Regions from separate parts of the Muntiacus reevesi genome. Here region 2 is linked to region 1. A link is a contact called in public Hi-C data. All regions are on one chromosome and are shown on one strand. The core of a region is the stretch at or near the end of the contact, and the rest is flanking DNA. Distances in the headings are between cores, read along the strand shown. Region 1 holds the start of INTS4 (integrator complex subunit 4). Region 2 holds the start of RSF1 (remodeling and spacing factor 1).

Region 1 (6,987 bases), core at 2,279-4,778:
TACTTTGCCAACAAAGGTCTGTCTAGTCAAAGCTGTGGTTTTTCCAGTTGTCATGTATGGATGTGAGAGTTGGACTATAAAGAAAGCTGAGCACCAAAGAATTGATGCTTTTGAACTGTGGTGTTGGAGAAGACTCTTGAGAGTCTCTTGGACTGCAAGGAGATCCAACCAGTCCATCCTAAAGGAAATCAGTCCTGAATATTCATGTGGAAGGACTGATGCTGAAGCTGAAACTCTAATAATTTGGCCACCTGATGTGGAGAACTGACTCATTTGAAAAGACCCTGATGCTGGGAAAGACTGAAGGCGGGAGGAGAAGGGGATGACAGAGGATGAGATGGTTGGATGGTATCATGGACTTGATGGACACGAGTTTGAGTAAGCTCTGGAAGTTGGTGATGGTTAGGGAAGCCTGGTGTGCTGCAGTCCATGGGGTTATAATGAATCAGACATGACTGAGCCCCTGAACTGACTGACTGACTGACTCCTTGCATCTCCTCTTATGTAGAAAGCACTAAACCCCCCATAGTGATATCAGTTCCTTGTGACTAGCAGAAAAACTAGTGACTTTATTTGTGACTTGATTGATTACAGTGAACTCCCCCTTCACTAAAATTTTATATATTGACCTTCCCCCCACTGCCCATTTGGAGTAGTCTCTCAGAGCTATCTGAGATGCTCTCTCTTGGCATCCCTGGAGTCTCAGCTGGTAAAGAATCTGCCTGCCAATGCAGGAGATGCAAGAGATGTGGGTTTGATCCCTGGATCGGGAAGATTCCCTGGAGAAGGAAATGGAACCCATTCCAGCATTCTTGCCTGGAAAATTCCATGGACAGAGGAGCCTGGCTGGCTACAGTCCATGCGGTCACAAAGTGTCGGACACAACTGAACAAACATACCTTTTTCTCTTGGGTTGTAGTCCTCATTTTGCCCCAAATAAAACTTAGCTCACAGCTGTCAGGTGTGCATCTTTTTAGTTGGCATAGCTAAAGCATAATGCAGGATGTAAACCTTGACCTTGGATTTATTAACACCCTCATGTGACCTACACTTTATAGTGCAAAATATTTCTGCATTATTTCATTCCACTGTCACTACCTCTTTGTTGGGTTAGGTGTTACTGCAATTGTAGTTGAGGCTACTTGTTCATTAAGTGCCCGCTGTAGTGAAACAGAAGGGAAGGGGGAAGAGCACAACCTTTAAAAGAATGACAATAAAAAAAAAAAAAAAAAAAAAAAAGAATGACAATAGCTAGGAGTTTCCTGGTGGCCCAGAGGTTAGGATTCCAAACTTTCACTGCTGTGGCCTGGGTTCAATCCCTGGTCAGAGTAATGGGATGCTGCAAGTCACATGTTACAGCCAAAAACCAAACAAACAAATAAAAATAATGACATAACTATTGAGGATAAAACATAAACTGGTTAGAACCAAGTAGGTCCAAGATGGCAGAAGATTCACCTTCCAGTAGACCTGGAGCCTCATTATATGTTCATTGTAGTACATTAGCATATGCTAAATGACACCCCTACTAGCACCATGACAGTTCTGAGCCCAACCATAAAAGGCCAGAAAGTGGGTGGTGGCCCAGTTCCTGGAAATTCCATCCCTGCCCCCAAATAGTTGGAGTAATCCTCCCACTCATTAGTCTATGAGATTACTTAGGCCATAAAAACTAATCACCTCATATTTCAGGGATTCTCATCTTATGAGTTGACACCCACTCTGTCTGTGGAGGCTGTTCCTCCCAGGGTTGCTCTTGCCTTTTGAGAAAGACCACATTCTGTTTATGGGATGTGTATTTCTCTAAATAAATCCACTGCTTACCTATCACTTTGCTTCTTGCTGAAATCTTTCTATGCTGAGACATAAAGAACCTGAGCTTCAGTAAGTTCTGATACAAGGTGAGCAATTTTAACTGAAAGACAGTGGGTTCAAGTCCCACCTCATGGGTTCACGTCCCCATCAGAGTTTTGGCTGAGTTCAAATCTCATCTGAGTTGTGTGATCTGAAGCTTTGTTGCTTGATCCTTGGCCTCAGAATTCTTTCCACTCTCCCCTAGCTATCAGATGATGGCTTGATTCCTTAAAGGATAGTTAGCTTTTCAACAACTGGAGTGAAAGAGCAGGAAGAAGTACCCTACACCAGGAGAGGTTTGGAGGGGTGGCATACAACTTTGTAAGCAGATAGGGTGGCGGGGGGGGGGGGGGTCCCTAGAAAAAGATGTAAGAAAAGCCATTTTGGGCTTAAGCCATTGTTTGATCTAAGCCTGACCACAATGCTTGTCCTTGAACAGGTCTCAGTAATTAATTATCTTGAGAGAAGTGAGGGAATGCAGGAACAAAAGAAACAAGTTTTCTTGTTCCTTGCAGTCAAAACCCAGCTTTTTCCTTAAAAGATATATGTAACAATCTGATATATGTCTTTGAGTTCTCTAAGAACTAATGTTCCCCACTCACGTGTTAGATGGAATGCCGATGTCGACCCTCCTGACTTCAATCAACTAAAGCTTGGGCCCTGTAGACCTCTGCCCCAATCCAATGCTGAATTCTCCTCTGCTCAAGCCCCTTCATGAATGAATATGCATGCACCCTTAGGCTTCTGAGGTAGGTCAGAATCTGCCTACAGTGCAGGAGACCTGAGCTGGATCCCTGGATCAGGAAGATCCCCTGGAGAAGGGGACAGCAATCCACTTCAGTATTCTTGCCTGGAGGATTACATGGATGGAGTGGCCTGGTGGGCTACAATCCATGGTGTCTCAAAGAGCTGGACACCACCAAGCGACTAACACTTAGCTTAAAGCGTCCCCAATTTTGCTGTTTGGAGACACTGCTTTGGGGGAAGATTGCTTGTGCTCTCCTTAATTGCTGCAAGTAATATGTCTTTACTTCTTTGGAACTTTGGTTAGTTGGGTCTTCAGGCTTGACACCAACCAGAAGGCAAACTCAGTTTTTGAGCAACAGCTCGATCAAAAGGCGAGCACAGGGGACAGATAGCAAACACTGAGAACAGCAATGGATGATGGAGCTGTCAGTTTGACCTCTTTATGTTATCTTCTGAGTCAGAATCCTCACACTGCTACTGCTAAGTCGCTTCAGTCGTGTCCGACTCCGTGCGACCCCATGGACTGCAGCCTACCAGGCTCCTCCAGCCATGGGATTTTTCAGGCAAGTGTACTGGAGTGGGTTGCCATTGCCTTCTCGAATCCTCATACAGCTCCAGGTTTTCTCTCTAGCTCTGGATAGCTCCACCTCTGCCCTTTACACTGTAGAACTCACCCCCCTCCCTCCACCCCGGCTCCGTTTCCAAACACTGTTATTTTCTCCGTCACTCAAACCCAACAGAAAGCTCCCGTTGGCTCCTCCAGCCTTTCCGGCCCGCCTCCTTCTGCCAGAAGCCCCGCCCCCTGTGCTACGCTCCGGCTCCGGTTTCCGTTCCTCCCGCGCAGCAGGCGTAGGTCGCTAAATCCGGACGCACAGCCACAAGGCAGTCGAGCGGCCGGAAGCGGCCTCTCTTTCCCGGAACCCCACTGCCTTGTGGGACAGCGGCTGGTTCCTCCCTTCTGGGCAAGTTTTTCCGTATCCTCTGCCCCCGCTAGCCTCGTCGGGTACGGAAGCTGAGAAGGACAACCATGGCGGCCCATCTGAAGAAGCGGGTTTATGAGGAGTTCACTAAGGTGGTTCAGGTAAGCTCTAGAAGGAAAGGTCCCAGGACTGGTCTGGGAAAGGGGAAGGTTATCCACGCCCCAGACACTTTGCCAGAACTGGCGCCACAAAGCTGGGTAGAGTGCCCGTGTTACCAGAGCTTCGGTAGGCTGCCTCTCTGACTACACTGTAGTGGGCGTGTTCGTTGGCCGCTGCTGTTGTCAGTATTAACATGTGCAGTCTGACACTAAAAAAAACTATTAGAAGAAGCAAACAGCACCTTACAATTTACCAAAGTATCTTATCTGTTATCTCATTTTATTCATGTTTCATTCAGTTCAGCAGCTCAGTCGTGTCTGACTCTCTGCGACCGCATGGACTGTAGCACGCCAGGCCTCCCTGCCCATCACCAACTCCCGGAGTTTACTCAAACTCGTCCATAGAGTGGGTGATGCCATCCAAGCATCTCATCCTCTGTCGTCCCCTTCTCCTCCTACCTTCAGTCTTTCCCAACATCAGGGTCTTTTCCACTGAGTCAGTTCTTCGCGCCAGGTGGCCAAAGTATTTGAGTTTCAGCTTCTGCATTAGTCTTTCCAATGGATATTCAGGACTGATTTTCTTTAGGTTTGACTGGTTTAATCTCCTTGCTGTCCAAGGAAGTTTCAAGAGGCTTCCCCAAACGCTACAGTTCATTAGCATTTTTCTTTTACAAATGAGGTCTTTGAGACTTCTAGTAGGGTATTGACAAATTTCCTCCCAACTCTCATTACCAAAAAAGCGTCCAAAGCCAAGTTGGCTGTGTGCAGCGCTCTAAGGGGTTGGAGAGGAGTCTTTAGGAATCCTCAAGACCCAGTCACAGCAGGCAAGGGTCACAGGCATCATAGGGGTTGAAATGTTCTTTGGTGGAACAGCTCACCACCAACCTTTTATAGCTCACCTGTAAAGGAGGGCAGTACCATCCTTCCTCCTTTGGAGTTGTTTCAGGACTGAGGGGCCCAAACTGTGTCCACAGTCAGCGATTCTCTATGTATTTCCTCAGAGAGATCGCCAAAGTAGAGGTTGATCCCAAGTCATACCTTGTGTCCTGCTTCCCTGACTTTGTGTATCCAAATCACCTGGGCTCTTGTGAAAATGTAGATTCTACTTAGTAAATGAATTGGCTGGGGGAGGCAAGGCAATAATCTGCATTTCTGAAAAGCCCCCGGTTAATGCCAGCCAATAGCAGGTTTCCATCCATAGACTTGTGGCCTAGCAAGATTTAGACCATGCAGCAGGACGCTTGATCCTTAAGTATTTCATTTAGTATTTAGTATTTCATTCTTCAACAAGAGTTTATTGAATTAGAGTGGTTATTATGTTTCAATATTAGGTATGGTGAAAGGTGCTGAGCTATAAAATCCAATACACATTAAGGGTCCCTGTCCTTTTGGAACTCACAGGCGAGTGGGAGATGTGGAGCACCATGTATGAGAGTGTAGTATAGAGAGATAATTACATCGACAAACCAAGTCTCTGTTACTCTTTTACAACTACTTTTTGTGAAAACTAGCCAAACTCCCTTGCCCTTCATGATTTAACAGTTTTCCTTCACTGCCTTTTTTGTTTTTTTGTTTTGTGTGTGGCATATTTCCATTGTGTGTAGGGAAGTTAGTTGGCTTCTTATTCTTGTTTTTTTTCCTGAAAATAACTTTTATACTTACCTTGTCACTCTTGTTGCTCCTTTTTATGTGAAATTCGTTTTCTTGAACTTTTAGAATGAGTCAAGATTCAGGAAAGCTTTACAGAGCTCCCTCTTCCGTGGCTTGCTTTTAAGTGTGGAGTTCAGTGACATTAAGTACATTCACTTTGTTGGGCAGTGTCACTTCTTTTCTTTATTCTGTTGTTCCCTCTTACCAAGACTACTCATCCCTCCTCCAGCACGCCGTGTGTTTGGACCTTTTCAAACATTTGTATCTGTTGTCTCTTTTACGTAGAACGGATGTCATTCTTCGCTCTCTTTTTGTTCTCCACCCAGTGGACTTACATTTTTGCTTTAGTCTCTCCTCCCCTCCTTCTGTAGCACTCATCTATTTGTACTTATCACTCAGTGCTACTGGAGTTACTAGTATTTGTTTCTCCCTACCAGTTTGGGCTCCTTGAGGGCAGAGGTAACGCTTGGTTCATCTGTGTTCCCTGGATAGACCATAGGACCTGGCGCACTAAAATATTGATGGTTGAATGATAGCAGATGTTGGTTTCTCCTTCTCCTTATGTGCTCCTTAGGGGAAAAAATCTTATAGTTTTTTGGCCTAACTGCTGATAACACTGAAGAATGAATTTGTGTGGAATAGGATGGAAATGGGTAAGGATTTTAAGAGCTCATTTTTTCTCTTCATTGCTTGTGAATGGTTACCACAGAGTAATGAAATGAGATCTTAGTGCTTCTGTTATTTTTCCTGTGCCATGAAGATGAGAGAGAGAATTGATATGAATGTGGTGGATATGATGTGTTTGTACAATAAAGCCATTGTAGTTTAGACTTCTCAGGTATATCTGTGATGTAAGTATTGTATTCCTTTTTATAGAAGGAGAAGACCTCTAGCTACCAAGTGATAATTTAACTCAAATTTGTTTGATTTCAGAGCCCTTAGTCTTATTATCATGCTGTGCCATGTTCCCGTCTAGAATAATCCGACTCTTTAGTCTTTGTGGAGGTGTAATTTTATAAAGAGATGATTCTTCAAGGTATCATTATGATGCATCAAGTGTTAAGGAAAGTTATTGATTACGACTTTGATCTTATGTTGTGATCCTCTCTATGTTTACCCACCAGGGCCTTACTTAAGCCCTGGAGTGAAGGTTCCCTTTTACATGAACTTTTGGACACTCATATGTAACAGATGTGTCTGAAATAGTTCTAGTTATGCACTATCCTTGAGAGAATCAAGAAAATAGTTACTCAGCTAATTTTGTGTGTTCTGTGGTTCAGATGAGGCTTAAGAAAGGCTAGCGGTAGGTCATCATTCCTATTTTATAGATGATGAAACTGGGAATTATGACATCCTTAGAAGAGAGCAGCAGAGTTGGATCTCACGTAATTCCACATCAGTCATTTAGTAAACATTTATTAAGTAGCTGCAGTTAGCTAGGCATATGGCAATGCGTTTTTTCCCTACACGGTCCATTCTTCTGATAAACGTAGAATGATTTGGGTGAAAATAGTCATCTGTTGTGAGAAGACTTTTTCCCTTAGTGTAAGCTATAGGCTGTTCCTGTCAGTTCTGGGTTTCTCAGGAGGGAAGGTGAGCCTAGTAAGTGCTTTAGTACAATCTGAATATATTTGTTGAATTGAGATTTCTCTTCTAAT
Region 2 (6,987 bases), core at 1,740-4,239, 130 kb after region 1:
AATTCTTTTGGCCCAAGGAAAGAAGAGATGTGGTATTATGGGTGCTTATTATTTATTTTTTTCTAAGAATAGACTTAGTGAACATCTGACCTAAACCTTGCTTTGTAATGAAACATCTCTTATCTTTTGGGTGGATATAACTTTTGATGCCCAAGGACTTTGTTCTAATGCCAATCTTGATTAGAAAAGGCAGAAACTCTAACCTTATTTATCAGGCCCCCCTTGAGTAACAGTGTCAGCATTGAGAAGAGAAAAAATTATATAAAGCTGTTTTTTGAAAGCTATTTTTACAATCCCAAGAGAGCAGGTAAGGTGCTGGAAAAGCTGAAAGTGAAGAAATAGGAAAGAGGCAGGGGTAGTGTTATTAAATGATATAAGTCTTTCTTTTGGTTTGAAGGTTTTTCTCCCCATCAAAATTCACTCATAAAGATTCAATTTTATTTAATATTGTGTACCTGCCTTTCATTTAAGGTCAATTAAGTTATGATCTTATGAAGATTTTTGTATCTTTGCAAAACTGATGAGTTCAGGAGCCCAGGTAGAGTTTGAGAGTTTGAGTTGGGAGTTTGAGAGTTCTATCAATATATTTTAGTTTTTTTTTTTTAAATTGAGGTATCATTGATGTATAGTTTTATATGTTTCAGGTGCACAACACAGTGATTCACAATTTTTAAGTTATACTACATTTAAATTCACTATAAAATACTGGCTATATTCCCTGTGTTATACAATGTATGTTTTAGTTTAGTACTGTTTCATTTTGGTGTTGCTTATAACATTTTACCACACATTAAATTAAAACTTCTCTTTTGCTAGGATAATTCATCACCATAGAAATATTCCTAAAGTGAGACTTTTCTTTTTTAAAAAACTTTTTTATTGTGGCAAAATAGATATAATATAAAACTTAACATTTTAGCCATTTTTAAGCACATAGTTCAATGGCATGAAGGACAATCACATTGTTGTGTAGACTTTATTTAATCAGTACTTCTTAAACTGGAATTCTCAAGAGTATTTGTAAATTTTAAAAGAACATTTTTTTCCTTTAAAAAGGGTTGGTATATTATTCAGGATTAAGAATCAGTATTCTAGTTAATAAATTCCTCTTATAATATAAAATTTTTCTTTGTCTTGATAAATGAGAATTCTTTCCTTAGTTAGTAGTCTGACATAGAACGTTATGGTTTTTCCCTTTTTTACCTAGAAATGTGGAAAATTTAATTTTTAATGTGGTAATCATTTTCTCTGTTCCCAATATAATTATTTGCCTATATATTTCTTTTTTTGTTGTTCAGTTGCTCAGTCATGTCTGACTCTTTGTGACCCCAAGGACTACAGCACACCAGGCCTCCCTGTCCTTCACTATCTCCCGGAATGTGCTCAAATTCATGTCCATTGAGTTGATGATGCCATATATTTCTTTATTTTCCTTTTAATTATAAATTGTCCTATGATTTATATTATACTTTGAAATTCTTTTATTAAGTAGATAATATATAAATTTTAAATGCACACTGCAATTTTTGGCTCAAAGTAGTAAACTATCAATTACAAACAACTGAATTCAATCTAAATTTTAGGAATTTTCTTCAATAGTAGCAAGCAATATTTTTTAAGTATTTACAATGTGACAGGGGCTTCCCTGGTAAAGAACCTGTCTGCAATGCAGGAGACCCCGGTTGGATGCCTAGGTTGGAAGATCCACTGGAGAAGGAAATGGCTACCCACTCCAGTATTCTGGCCTGGAGAATTCCCTGGACAGTTCATGGGGTCGCAAAGAGTCAGACACGACTGAGCGACTTTCACTCACAATGTGCCAGGGCATTGTGCTAATCAATTTATTGTGAATTATACAGTAAAATCTTATGATGTAGGTACTACCGTCACCGCCCCCCCCCCCCAACTTCAGAGGTTCAAAGAAATGAAAAAATCTTCCCCCATGTCGTGAAGTGGTTCTGTTAGGACAAGTCTTGCTGTACTCCAAGTCCAGACTCTCAACCATAATGCACATTATATCCCAAGCTGCATTCTGCTTTGCATTACTTATGGTTTTTCTGAGCTTCTTTGTGGGAACCTCTCCCACAAAGAAGCTCACTCCTTCTCCCAACGAAGCAGAACTCTGTCTTCTAACAAACTTTTTGCCCTTGCAACAAATTTCCTACCAGGTGCAGTGCAGTCCTAGTCCACCCTCGATCTTGGTTCCGCTACAGATATTGCTCCCTAAGATCTCAGTCCTTAACAGGGCCCCTCGCCCTTCACCCTGGCAAACTCAGGAGGGCCCAATCCTCTCAAACGTTGCTCCCTGAGAAGAGCCTGGTCCCTTCAAACCCCGGATTTCCTACCACGGCCCCAACTCCTCAGACTGGAGATCCCGGCAGAATCTCGTTCCATCAGGCCCTTGTCCCCCAGTTCTCAGACACTGCTTTCAAGCAGGTGCAGTACTTGTACCTCAGCAAACTTCACAGAGACTCCTTCATTACAAAGCTTCCATCCCAATTCCCAACTCAGGGCACGTCTCTACTTTTCCCCTCTCCAATTTTTCCTCAGAATCGTTTTTGTGTGTGTTTTTTTTTTCTATTCTGCTCTTTTTCTCCTCTTTATTCGCTCTCCTCAGCTTCCCGACCATCTGGTGGCCAGTTGCAGTCCCACGAGTGGCCCCCCAAACTTACCCGACACCCTCCGAGGAGCGGCGATCTCAAACCGCTCAGCGCTTTACCTTTCACCTTTGCTCAGGCGGTCTCCGCTAGACGCTCTCCCCCCCCGACTCGCCCCGCCCGGAAAAGAATGTTTCGGCCAGTCTTCAAGCGAAGCTCCGCCCCTTCAAGTCTATTGGTCATTGCCCCCCAAAGTCCCGCCTCCCGAGCTTCCAGCCCCGCCTCCCTGCCCCGCAGCCCTTGTTTTCATTCCCCCTGTCACACGAGGCAGTGGCAAGCCCGAAGTGGGAGGAGCGGGAAGAGGGAGGAAAGTGAAAGGCACGGAGCGCCTCTCTTTCCTCCGTCTGACTGGGTTCTCGACTGCTCTGGACCGCCGTTGTATTGTGGGATCGCGGCGCCGTGCCTGAGACGCCCGGATCCGCAGGGGCGCCCACTTGCTAGCGCCTCCTGTCGTCTGTAAGGTTGCCCTGCTGTTCCTCGGCACCCCAACTCCCCTCACCCCCCCATCGCCTCCTCCTCCTCCATCCTCCAGTTCAAAATGGCGGCGGCGGCGGCAGCGGCGGCGGCGATGGCTCCTCCGGGCTGCCCGGGTTCGTGTCCCAACTTCGCCGTAGTCTGCTCTTTCTTGGAGCGCTACGGGCCGCTGCTTGACCTGCCTGAGTTGCCGTTCCCGGAGCTCGAGCGGGTGCTGCAAGCTCCGCCGCCGGACGTCGGCAACGGAGAAGGTAAGCGAGGGGGCCCGAACGCCCGGCGGGAAGCGGCCCTGGCTTGCTCCTTCTCTCTGCTCCCCACAGACACCCCGGGCCTCCGCGGCTCTGTCCTCCCGCTGAGGCGCAGTTCCGCGCGGCCCGTCTCCTCCGCCCAGCCCCCGGGGGTCTCGGGCAGTGAGGAGGCGGGGCGGAGGCCCCGTAGGGCCAACTCCGCCCGTCGCCCAGCAGAGGTGGGGGCGTCGTGGTCTGGGTCTGGGCTGGGCGCGGGGGGTGGGGGGGATCATTGTGCTGGTCGGCCGCACCCGGGGCTGCTACCCCGCGGTGTGGGCCGGGTCCCTCACCCCTTCTCCCTCTCGGTGGCGGAGGAAGGGGAGCGCAGGTTCCGGCCAGCTTTGCGCTTTTCTCCTCTACCCCTCCCTCGCTCCCTCCCCTCCTCCCACCATCCTCCCTACTATCTCGGGGGAGGCTGGGCTCGTCTTCTCTGGGCGCCCCTTTCTCTCCCTCCACCTGGGTGGGCGGGGGCCAGAGGACACTTCATCTCTCCCTCCCTCTAGTGGGAACTCCCCCGAGAGAGAGTCGGCTCAGGTCTCCTTTCCCTTCCCCTCCAGGGCCGCTTTAACCCCCAAAACTCCTTCCTATGAGTCGGGAGGTTTGCTGCTCCTTCAGGGGAAGGGGGTCCTCTAACATTCTCACTTTGCGGGGGTGGTGAAGTCGCTTTTGCTTCTCCGCTTTGGTGGGCAGAGGGTTAATTTCTCATCCCCCATAGTTTTCCTCCTCCTGCCTCCCCCCTCCCCCCCCCCCCCCCCCAAATAATAGAAAAGCATCTTTCCACTTTTCCAGTCCCTTCCCCCTTCATTCTGGCAGTAAGGCTTAGGGGAAGAAGTCGCCCTCCCATTTGAAGGGTAGGGTGGGGTGTTTAGCATGTAGGATGGAGGAGGGGCTCAGACGGAGGGGGAAACAGTTGAAGAAGGTGCTTGTTGCTCATGTTTCTCTCTCTGGTGCCGCCGGTCTATTATTGGTGTTCGCAAGTGGTGCTCCTTCCACATAAGGCCACCGCGCGGGTGCAGGGCGCATGCTCCGCCCGGCCCATTGAAACTTCCTGCTGCTGCTTGCTGCTGCTGGTTCTTTTCGCTGGAGCATCTCCGCGCCGCGCCTGCTGCCTTCAGCCCTCACTGAGCGCGTACACTCACTCCCTGTTTATTCCCGATCTTTCCTCTCTTTTTCAGAGAAGGGTTTTTTGTTGTTGTTGTACTCTGAGCATAGCCTTTATCTGGGAACAGCCCGTGGCTGAAGAAGAAACGTTGTCCAAATAGGTCCTTTTTTCCCCTTTTTTATGCGTATTAGGTGGCCACAGTGTGGACTGGGTATTGTGCAAAACAGATAGCTATTTCCTTTTCAAGAAATCCGGGTGTTTTCAATTCTCCATGGGAATGGAGTTTCTGTTAATAGAATACATTTACATTGCTAGGGAGAGCCCAAGTGTGAAGTTGTCCAAAATATTACCTAGAGAGTAAATTATGTTGTGGCTACCAAAGACTCACATGAATACAACAATTATGGTACAGGCAAATATCTCTCCTTACCTGCCCAAATCTCCTCCACCATTAAAAAGCTCCGGCCAGCAAAAGGTTACATTATATAAAGACTTCTTGCAGAATTTCTTAAAAAGTTAAACTCCCCAATATAGTAGTTACGATTTGATGGTTATCAAATTGTATTTACATTTTTTATGGAAATAGTCATTTTGAAGGACGTATGCCTTGTAAGTTACTTTTAGGATATCTTGGGAAATGATGGTAATGTACCTATAAGAAAAATGTGGGAATTTGAGGAAAGGGATTGCTGGTAACTTGTTTTTGGAATATATGATATTTCAGCCAAGTTGAAATGCAGGCATAAATTTTATGTCATGGCACTGTATTTTGGGTGGTATATAAGATTGCTTGACTCTCCATTCCTTATAAGTGTTTTGGCCTCTGCATTTGGCTTTTGTTAGAAACAAGAAAAAAAATATCAGGGTCAGTCTAATACTTCATGTTACTTTCTAGCTAGTATTGAATAGTGGGTGACTAGCTAAGTTAAAAATGAGAAATAATGCACGCCAAGAGAATATACCAGTGGGTTCAGCCACGCATTATTGTTGGTAAAGTTTCAACTATGATAATAGATTTTGTCATCAGTTGATCTAAGAATAATAATCAGTGTCACACAATTCAAGATACTTGGGAAGTGAAGTCTCTGCAGGTGAAATGCTGTGCAGGGAGGTGATTTCAGGCCTTTAGTGATGGTTAACCTACTTGTAATAATTGATAATACTGCTCCAACTAAGAATGTTTGGACAGAGTCTTGGAGAAGGAGTTGTGGTGTACTAGAAAGAGTTAAAAGACATTGGATATAGTTGAACTAAATGTTTTGCTGATTATCTCAGGACAGCTGAATCAGCCTCTTGAATAGTGTAATATTAATATGTAGTTTGTGGGGAAAATTACTTCATTTCTGTGGACCTTGGTTTCTTGAGGAAATAAAGTTAGTATCTGAGGATCAAATGAAATGTTCAAAAGTCCTTTCATAAACTAAGTACTTATATATATATATATATATATATATATATTTTTTTTTTTTTTTTCCCCCTACTACACACCGTATGTATTCTATTTCCCCTACCAGGGATTGAACCTGGGCACTGTAGTCAAAGTGCCAAGTTCTAACCACTGAACCCCAGAGAATTCCTGAAATACTCTTGTGTTACAAATTTTATTAAAGGTATTTATGAGGTAAAAGACACAAAAGTGCAGTTGGACTGAAAATGTTAATTTTTAGCATGTGGTGAGAAAGGACTTTAAGCACAGTATAATGTTGAGCTTTTGTGCTCTTGGGAGATAGTCTTTGTTGTAATCAAAGGAATTTTGCTCTGTATACATTTTAATATTCTTAAAAGGCAGTTCTTAGTGCTGTTGAAAGAATCCTGTTGTATAAAACTTGGTTTTTTCTGGTGTGATTATACCTTAAAAAGTTTGTAAAGTATACTCTTCTGAGTTGCCAGTTATTTTTCACCTAGTCATTTATTGTGGTAGGTATATCAACACCATAACATCTTTGGAGAAGACCATTTCTCTATATTGTTCTTATTTAGGCACTTTATGATCTTTCCCTTAAGTTTTTGTTTATAAGTCTTATTTTGACATTATGGCTTCAGCTTAGAATGCTTCCTTTATCCCCTATAGTGTCAATTATTAATTTTTATTTTATTTAAAAAATATTTATTTATTTGGCACACTGGGCCTTAGTTGTGGCATGTAGAATCTTCACTCTTCATTGTGGCATGACGGATTTTTAGTGGCATTTGGGATCTAATTCCGTGACCAGGGATTGAACCCAGTCCCCTTACATTAGGAGTGCAGAGTTTCAGCCACTGGACCACCAGGGAAGTCCCAAATTTGGTTTTATAAACTACTTTTTTAGTCTTAAGGATATAATAATAGCTACCACTTACTGAACATTTACTGTGTGCAAACATCTCCTTATTCCTTATAGCTACACCCTGAGGTTGGTACTGTTATTCCCATTTGGCAAGTATAGAAACTAAGGTTCAGGAGGTTGATTCAGCTGTTCAGTGCCCA

Evidence for each region. Hi-C and Micro-C count contacts between places; a contact is called where the count stands out from the background.
Region 2: a Hi-C map of muscle shows a contact between it and region 1, with 4 times the contacts expected there. The contact joins the promoter of RSF1 here to the promoter of INTS4 in region 1. A contact is called at or near these places in 2 of 3 Hi-C or Micro-C datasets (blood and muscle).

Annotation. Positions count from the first base shown.
Region 1 is chr5:17,574,238-17,581,224 of mMunRee1.1, forward strand. INTS4 (integrator complex subunit 4) reads left to right here and starts at 3,529. Exons shown (of 23, transcript XM_065937194.1): 1 at 3,529-3,682. The coding sequence starts at 3,629.
Region 2 is chr5:17,706,012-17,712,998 of mMunRee1.1, forward strand. It overlaps RSF1 (remodeling and spacing factor 1), which reads left to right and starts at 2,990. Exons shown (of 16, transcript XM_065937197.1): 1 at 2,990-3,382. The coding sequence starts at 3,196. AAMDC (adipogenesis associated Mth938 domain containing) reads right to left here and starts at 2,809. Exons shown (of 4, transcript XM_065937195.1): 1 at 2,673-2,809.